Linked DNA regions of Dromaius novaehollandiae: region 2 is linked to region 1. Evidence: chromatin contacts called from public Hi-C data. All regions are on one chromosome and are shown on one strand. Each heading gives the region's core, a stretch centred on a gene start, on an enhancer-like site or on the middle of the called end of the contact. The rest is flanking DNA. Distances are from core to core; before and after follow the strand shown.

Region 1 (4,308 bases), core at 727-3,226:
TCCAAGTTAAGATGCATGTCTTCAGGTGACATGTGCTTTGTTCAGCAAGTGCCAAAAATCACTGCTGATATTCAACCCCTCTTCCCTTGTTCCTCCACCCTTGAGAGGGCTATAAGAAGAGACCGGACTTCCATGGCCTGTCCCCAAATCAGCTTTGCTAGTCTCCTCTAGTCCCCCAGAAGCTGTGTGTCCTGGCCTAGCTGACCAGACACCTCAAAGGGAGCTGTATGCCTGGACCATAAGACAAAGAGCACCTAGAAGACCTCATCCAAGATGGTTTACCTGCACAGCAAAAATATTCTACCCTAGAAACCAGCTAGAAACCTTTTGCCAAAGAAGAACCTGGATAAAAAGCAGGCTTGATTCCATTCATGTCTCTGGGAACCTGCTTCTTGGTGGCTGAGGAAATATGTTTGCCTTGCTAGGAACTAGCTGCAGTCATATCTGACAGCTTTGAAGGGAGCAATGAGAGCCAGCAGGCACCTGTGTAGTGCTGGCAGGCAGGACGCGCTGGGTCTGGCTGGTGATGGCCCAGGTTCTGGTGCAGCTGGTTGCCAAAGAGGCTCAGGTTGTTTCGGAGTTCAACCAGGAATGTCAGAGCAGAGGCTGTGAGCAGCTGTAGGAAAGCCAAGAAGTTTGGTAGCATTTCAGGAACCACGGCTACATTGTCCTAGGCAGTTTTGCCTTCATTGTTTCGAGAGTGAGGCAAGCTCTGGTACTTGGATGGGACTGGGCAGTGAAAATATGGTGCAGGGTTTCTCTCCACTATTTCTCTGTGATTAGGGAGGAATACATGTACAGCATACCCTGCTTATGGTAAGCAGTAATAACACGGCCTTTGCTGCATTGCTGTGTGGGCTATATTTCGGTAGATCACCAATAATCTTGACTCCAGATTGGGAGTGCTTCTAAAAGGGGCGCTCTCTTCCTGTCCCCATGAGCACTTCTCAGTTAACACAGCACATGTAGGCGGGAAACGGGGCTAGCGGAGTCATAGCAGGAGAGTATACACAGAGTCTTTGTGCCCTAGAGTAACTGGCTTCTTTGTTTTTAAGGGATGATGAACTATTGGTGGCTCGGTAACCCTGCACTGAAGGTCACGTAAGATATGTAAAGTCTCAGCTGGAGGCACTCATTACACCTCAGGCACTGATTATATCTGTCTTTTTCATATTTGGAGCAAAGTTAGGACTGTTTCAAGGAATTAGTCTAGAACAAGTGGTACAGAAAAGAGGAAGAAAAAGGGGCTTAGGACATTAATCTGCAACTGGAGAGCCTAGGTTAATGTATTCTACAAATTTCTGGCATGATCTTGACCAAATTCTTTAAAAACAGCTATAAAACTCGTGCTCAAGCACTGTCTGAAGAGGGTATTTGTTTAGGAATTTTTGCCAGTAGAAATGTAAACACCTCCCTGTTTTCAGGTACACCAAGAGTTGCCTGCAATCTGAACAGGTTGACAACTGGTTTACATCTGTTTCTAACCTACCATTTTCCCAGAAACTTCAGTGCAGATCGTTACCTGGCATATGTCTGAACACACGGACCACAAAACATGCCTAAAGAGGCCTTCTTATGCAAAACTTCAGTGCTCAGAGTACTCGCCTTCTGTTATCATCCCAAAAGGGTAAGGCACTCATTATCAGCACGAGGGAAGCCATAATGGTGAGAGGAGTTTTATCATTGCCATTTAACGTAAGGGAAGCTGAGACAGAGAGAGATGAAGAACTATATCCTCAAAGTTTCTCAGGCCCATTACCACTAAGTGAAATACTCTGCCCCAGTCTGAAGAACCACGACTGGTGTTTCAGATCCTTATAAAACACCTGGGGAGACAGGGCTGGCACGCACACATACATGCATGCACACACAGAAGAAAGAAACCTCTCAAACAAACCATCTGAACTTACGGGAGCACGTGTGAACATCTGTGTTGGCAGTGCTGAAGCTTAACTAGATGCTCTTTCTGGATGGAAACTCCACAGAAGCAGTGAGGCTCTTGGCCAAGAAACAGTTGCTGAGCAGCCTCTCCTGGTAGAAGTGAATTACTGCTTTTCTGGAAGAACTAGGGTTTAAAGTGTTTAACTCCTGCTAAGACCACTGCAACAAAGTTTTGCTTTCTATCACCTTACCTTGCTGCCTATGATAATCTTAATGAATTTACAAATATATTATAACAACTCATCTATTAAATAGATTGATGGATAAGATCTAAGAGTGTCTTTTCACAAAATCTTTTATCTGAGTAGATGCATCATCCCCTTGCTTTCAGCAGTCTGTGACCTAGAACATGTCATTAGCTGTCAGACATACTTCTGTGAATTTTATCTATTTGCATAGAATTTGAAGTCCCTTTTCAACCAAGTACTCAAGCACTTAAGCATATTCTCCCTTATTAGGAAAAACACTTAAGCATACATATTACTTCAACTTCTGTTTAATTGTTCAGCTGAGTTTAACCATCATGCAAGATTGCTCACGGTTAAGCCTTGAAATTTTAACTATGTAGAAATAATTACAGCATACAAAATGCACTTGCTAAGTTAAATCTGGTTTAGTGAAGCAAATTGAGACCAGCTCTGCACATATTTTCATGTTACCGTATCTTTGCACATATCCACACAATCCTTTGAGCTACTAGTAAAATCTAAAGTTTAGACCAATTAAGCAACTATCACAAATGACATAAAAACTGCACCAATACCATCTCACCAATGCAGTACAGTATTACTTACCCCAGCACAAATGCAGATGCAGCCAAAATAAGAAAGCATTATTTCAAGATGCTGAACAACAAGGGCTTTTTTTCTATTAAATTAAATAATTTAATGTTACGGAGAAACAGGAAAAAATGAATCAAATCTTTCAATATTTTTTGTTAAGTTCAATTCACGTACTGTATTAGTACATATTACTTTTGCTGTGCATTTCAGTCATAATTTAGGCAACATTATAATTAGGGACTGGCAAGGTAATCAGAGCTCTTCCATTACTTAAAAAGAGAAGAAGAAGAAAAAGAAGAAAAGAGATTTCTTACTTGTGTTTTGGTTAGCAGAAATCACACCTTTGAGAGTGAGCTTGATAAGGAAATATCAAACTGTATTTCTAAAAGTAGCAATAGGCCATGCAGATGGATGACATCATTTGTAGGTGCTCAGAAGCAGGCAACTTAAGGGTGGGTGAATTCTCTCAGGTAAATCTCTTCTGGATGGTGTATGAACAGGCAAAGTAACTGATTTTTGCTGAGGCCACAGTTTCCCAGCTATTTCTTTCGGTGACTGTGCTGGTTTATCCTGCCCCAGCCTGATCGCTCCCTCCACTCTTCCTTCTTCTTACTCCTTTAGTTGCATCAGGACAGCTGGATTTGTAGATATGTGACGCACTGAATCAGAAGATTGATCCAGATTAAAACCTAGCAAATCATTAATTAGTCCAGTTCACCACATATCCATGAAAACAGCTATCCTGGTACAGTCAAGGAGGCAAAGCATGGCACAGACTGAGTAGCTGCTGGGAAGAGGGGTGCAAGACAGTTTAAGCCACATTGTCACCAAAATGTAAATGCATACAAAAAATGACAGTATTAATTTCACAGGAAATACATAAACACAATGAGTTCTTCATTCCAGGTAAATCCATGACTCCTAGCTGTTTATCAGAGATTATACTTTCCTGGAGATAACCTTTTTGTCGCCAGCTATAAGTATTTCAATACCTCATTAAAATAATTAGGAGGTTTTTACAGGTTAGAGACATGAGTTAGAACATTTGATTCAAGCAGAACAGCATCCAAACATAATTATATTTGTCAACCCAACTAAAAAAGAAAAAAAAAGAAAAGAAAATCTTTGTTCAATTGCTGAGTAAATGTGAGTTACACCTTTCTCCAGATTAAGAACTGAAAAAAAGAAACAGAAAGCACAGACTTCATGTAATGTTTCCTTTCAGAGTAGGCATTGCCATGCAGGACTCCCCTTACAAGACCACACCAGCTGGTCAGTGAACAACAGATGGTTCTCGCACTAGACTGAAAGCTGGTAAGCGTGAAAAATCTTTCCTCATCCTTTTCCAGCATTTTTCCTGACTCCTGAATCTCCTCTGCAGGGACCTGAATTCTTTAGGGTGAAAAGAGGCAATGTCACAGCAGAAGGAAAAAAAGGAGCCATGTCCTGAGTCATGCAGCTAAAACGCATGGTGCAGATGTGTTCCACTAACGGACAAAATAATGCCTCCTAAAGTTAAACTGTGACAATGTAGAATCATGTTAAGTCATTTGACTGTAGTATAATTTTTCGATTGTCAAATAGT
Region 2 (4,308 bases), core at 719-3,218, 130 kb before region 1:
AATTGTTGAATCCGTTTTTGATAGGCTCAGAATATCTATAGGATTTCCCTTGCTCTCAGTTTCTAGGCCTGGCCTGCGGTTATTTTTATTAATGAGCTTCAGTAATTAATGAGCTTAGTCATATACACAAAGCAGTGTAATCTACCCAAACCTTAGTAGTGTTCTTTACTATTGCAGTTTGACTGTGTCCCATCAAGTAAGTCAGGGGCATAGTATTTTCCCAGGTCTACCTTGAAGACTGGCTGGTGCATAAAGCTTTTTATTGCCAAATGCAATGTACTTTTGATGGTGCGATGTATGCAAGTATTATTTCATACAGTCCAAATGCCTGGACACTCATGTTTCAAAACTGCTGAAAGTTGTTATGAGAAGAAAAATCTCTCAGGTGGGTTCTTCTCATGAAGCTGTAGCTCCAAAGCTGAGGTTGGAAGATGTCTCCAATTTCTCACACCCATCAAGTAAGTCAGGGGCATAGTATTTTCCCAGGTCTACCTTGAAGACTGGCTGGTGCATAAAGCTTTTTATTGCCAAATGCAATGTACTTTTGATGGTGTGATGTATGCAAGTATTATTTCATACAGTCCAAATGCCTGGACACTCATGTTTCAAAACTGCTGAAAGTTGTTATGAGAAGAAAAATCTCTCAGGTGGGTTCTTCTCATGAAGCTGTAGCTCCAAAGCTGAGGTTGGAAGATGTCTCCAATTTCTCACACATGACTTGCCTATAAAAATCAGATTTTTTTTTTTTTTTAAGCTTTCTTTGAAGCATTGTTATTTGACCACATCTAAAAGCAGGATGTAGGTAGGATGCACTGATGTCTAGGTTTTACTCATTGCTTGATGTCAAACGGGTCATCGAAGTCATTATGGGGTTTTTCCCTTCAGGTCAGGCTGGCAGAGATATTTGGACACATGGTTCTGTTTTGGGGGTTTTTTGGGTTTTTTTTTTTTTTTTTTTTTTTTTTTTTTTTTTTTTCCCCAGTTCTGACATTGGTTTGGTCTACCTACTATAATGCTCTGGGATTTTAGTTACTGAATACTGCAGAGGCCTGGGGCTTTAGGATACCCCTCACTGCTCCTGCTCTTCCTGTGGTACTATCAGTTGTGGTTTCTGAGATTGCTCAGCAGATTTTAGGCTTTTTTTTGCAGGATATTCAGCAGTGTATGTCCTGGGAATCTACAGATTAGTGAAGCAGATGTTCTGCAGCTCTCTCTCTGAAAAAATGTCCTCCAGCTGCATGTGACTGTGGAGTCTGGACTCAGTGAACTAGGGCAGACTCTCCCAGACCTGCATTCCTAAAAGTGCAAGGAACAAAGATGAAAGCAAAAAGCTTTTATGTGACCCTTTTCTTAGTAGTAGTAGACAGTCCTAGCCCTGCAGTACGTAACCTTTTCTTGCCTGATCAAGAAATCCATACGTTTGGGGGAGGATGTGGCTTTGCACCTCCATCCATAGGGTAAAGCAGTTGTTGAAGCATGAAGAATTTGCATTGGTATCTGAGATGAGGTTGGGAAGACAACTGAAACCTGTATGAGGACAAGAGTAAATGGTTCCTTTTTACTTTAACGTTTCCATAGTCTCATGCTGAATAACTGCCATCTTGCTGAGAACTTCTGGTACTGCTGATAAGTCCACCAAGTACAACAAAGAAACTGTATACCTCTCAGTAGGAGAAGTCTGAGGTGGGAGAAGTGCTGGAAATCTGCCACTTCATTGCTGTGGAGAGTCTTGCTTTTCATAATCCAATCTGAATTCTGCTGTATAGGTTTTTGAATCCTGCATCTTTGCAGTGGTGTGTTTTGCAAGTGAATTTAGAGCACTGCATACACTCCACCTTACAGTTACCTTCTTACAGTAAGAACTTTTGCAATGATCTCTGTATAAATCAAGGGTTTGCTTTTGAGCCATACATGAAGGGAGAATGAACTCCCTGCATCACTTCCTCATTCTGCTTGCCTGATTCCTCTGTGCAGCATGATCCCATTGCTGGTAATCATTAGTCACAAAACAGATGTGCTGTAAACCTACCTTTTTGTATAGGCGTAATTTGTGGATAACTGTAGCTCTTCTTTTTGAATCTATAAATTATTTAAGTTGATTCAGAGTATGCGTGCTAGCTCCTGTGTAAATTACATGTAATATTATTGGTTTCCTGCAATCATATTGATTCTAACAGAAATGGAATAGAGATATTTGAATGCAGAATGAAGGTTATGGAAGAAATAATGTAAAATACATGCATGTGCATGTGTTTGAGATTCCTGACAGCTTAGCACCATGTACATGAAATAATATTTTTGCAGGTTGGCTAGTTGTTACTTTTTTGTAATGATTTTAAGATAAAGCAAATATGGACATCAGCCTTTAATCCAATTTTGCCATATGTTTCTTCACAGCTTCCTGTTATGGGAGGAGCCTTTATGGACTCACCCAACGAGGACTTTAGTACAGAGTACTCCTTGTTTAACTCATCAGCCAACGTCCATGCAGCTTCTTCCATGCAGAATCCTCCAGAAGAGACGTCCCGTTCTTCAAATGATGCCATATTATTATGGATTGCAATAATTGCAACGATTGGAAATATCGTGGTTGTGGGAGTGGTGTATGCCTTCACCTTCTAGGATGACTGACACTCTGACCACGGGAGGTGAAGATAACTGCAACAGTATTTGTCGTGTGTATGTATGTGTGTGTGTATATATACATGTATATCTATATAAATACATATAAGTAGGGACTTTGTTGATTAAGTGCTGCCACAGTCATGGAAATGAAATGCAAAATAATTACCTTGAATCTTGATGGTAGAAGGCTTGGTTGCAATTGCAAATTGTATGGAGGTGAGAGCTTTAATCATGAACAGAGCCAGTCCATGCTTTGTATAGAAGTGTAATGAAAGAGAGGCCAGTGTGGGAATGGTAAATACAAAAAAGAAGTGAGATTTATACAGAAAGTCCTTATTTTCTACTGTTTAGATTTTTCTAGCAGCTTTTCTGGTGTTGTCAGCTTTTTTGTGTGTTTTTTTACTGTGCTTTTGATGGGATAACGCTCTATGAAATTGCTCTATATTTTTTGCTGGACATCTTAGTTTTCCAGATGGAGTAATGGTAGTCTTTGGCTCGGTTCTGATAGAGTACAAGTTCATCGTGTGTGAATCTAGAGCACGTGCATACACTCAACTGTGTTCAAAGTTGTGAGTCTTAAAGCTGTGGCAGGCAGGTACATATTGTCTGACACCTGCCTTTTAATATCAATTACTAGATATGAATTGATGCTAAACGTGTCTGCTGTTTCCAGGAGGAGGCACAGCTATTGCAAGGTATGACTGTCTGCTGGCCATCTGCACTCCAGAAGCTGGAGTGTTAAACAGAGCAGCTCCCAGTTCTGTCTAGGGGTAATGGATTGCAATGATAACAGTGGTCCCCAGGGGTGTCCCTTCCAGGAAATAAAGGCCAAATACCATGCTTTTCACCTCCTTATATTGTAATCTAGATTTCTCACAGAAGCTATATACTTCCATAAGCATATTGGTGAATCAAAGGAATGTGGGGAAATTGTAAAGCTTAATTAACTGCAAGTAATGTCTAGGAGAAGAATACAGTTGAAAGGAAGATTAGACACTTTTACTGTCATGAGGAAGTGAGTGCAAGGATCAGGTAGGTGCTGAGGTATAAACATCATTAAAGTATGATAATTGACAGATTTGCAAATGCTTAAATACTAATATGTCTCTCTGGGTTCTGATGAGGCTCCTGGAATTGATTTTTATATAGCCTACTTTTGGTAACAACTCCAATTAGTCATTTGGATTTGTACTATCGAGGGACAGTGTTTTCATTGTATTAATCCCATAGAGCTCTTAAAAAGGAAACTGCTTATTTTCAAAATGGGCTCTAGCCTTTCTTACCTCAGAGACTATAAAATCTTTATGGAAGAAAAAGATCACCTCTGTTGGAAATCTCCCTCTTCCCCTTTAAAAAAAACAAACAAAAGTAAATAAAGTATCTGAACTTTGAGAGGGTAGCAGATAAACTCCTTCTCTGAGTCTGCATGTACTGTATAGGTCTCCTGTCTCATGCAGCTACTATCCTAATTCCAGAACACCTGTCTTCAGGCACAGAGACTATTTTTGACACTTGCCTGCTACTGAGCTTAAGGCTGGACTAAGAGCTGCCAAATGTATAGAGGTTTGGGTTTTCTTCTTTTTTTCCTCTTTAAGAAGCAGTTTTCCTGCAGGGCTGGTGGGTAGTTACTTGAATTAAAGCAGCATGCCCTAAATCAGTATTTATTGTCACTATGTATATTTA

Evidence for each region. A called contact is a pair of places that touch in the nucleus more often than the background predicts.
Region 2: a Hi-C map of liver shows a contact between it and region 1, with 4 times the contacts expected there. The contact joins two enhancer-like sites. A contact is called at or near these places in 2 of 4 Hi-C or Micro-C datasets (brain and liver).

Annotation. Positions count from the first base shown.
Region 1 is chr5:16,583,804-16,588,111 of bDroNov1.hap1, reverse strand. BDKRB1 (bradykinin receptor B1) reads left to right here. Exons shown (of 3, transcript XR_010389327.1): 3 at 1-2,176. Among named protein-coding and RNA genes, the nearest start is that of BDKRB1, 23 kb to the left of the region's middle. Within about 2 kb of position 1,976, at least 2 of the 2 cell types and tissues checked have open chromatin away from gene starts, as enhancers often do.
Region 2 is chr5:16,710,616-16,714,923 of bDroNov1.hap1, reverse strand. C5H14orf132 (chromosome 5 C14orf132 homolog) reads left to right here. Exons shown (of 2, transcript XM_064512112.1): 2 at 2,398-4,308. The coding sequence ends at 2,622. Among named protein-coding and RNA genes, the nearest start is that of C5H14orf132, 38 kb to the left of the region's middle. Within about 2 kb of position 1,968, at least 1 of the 2 cell types and tissues checked has open chromatin away from gene starts, as enhancers often do.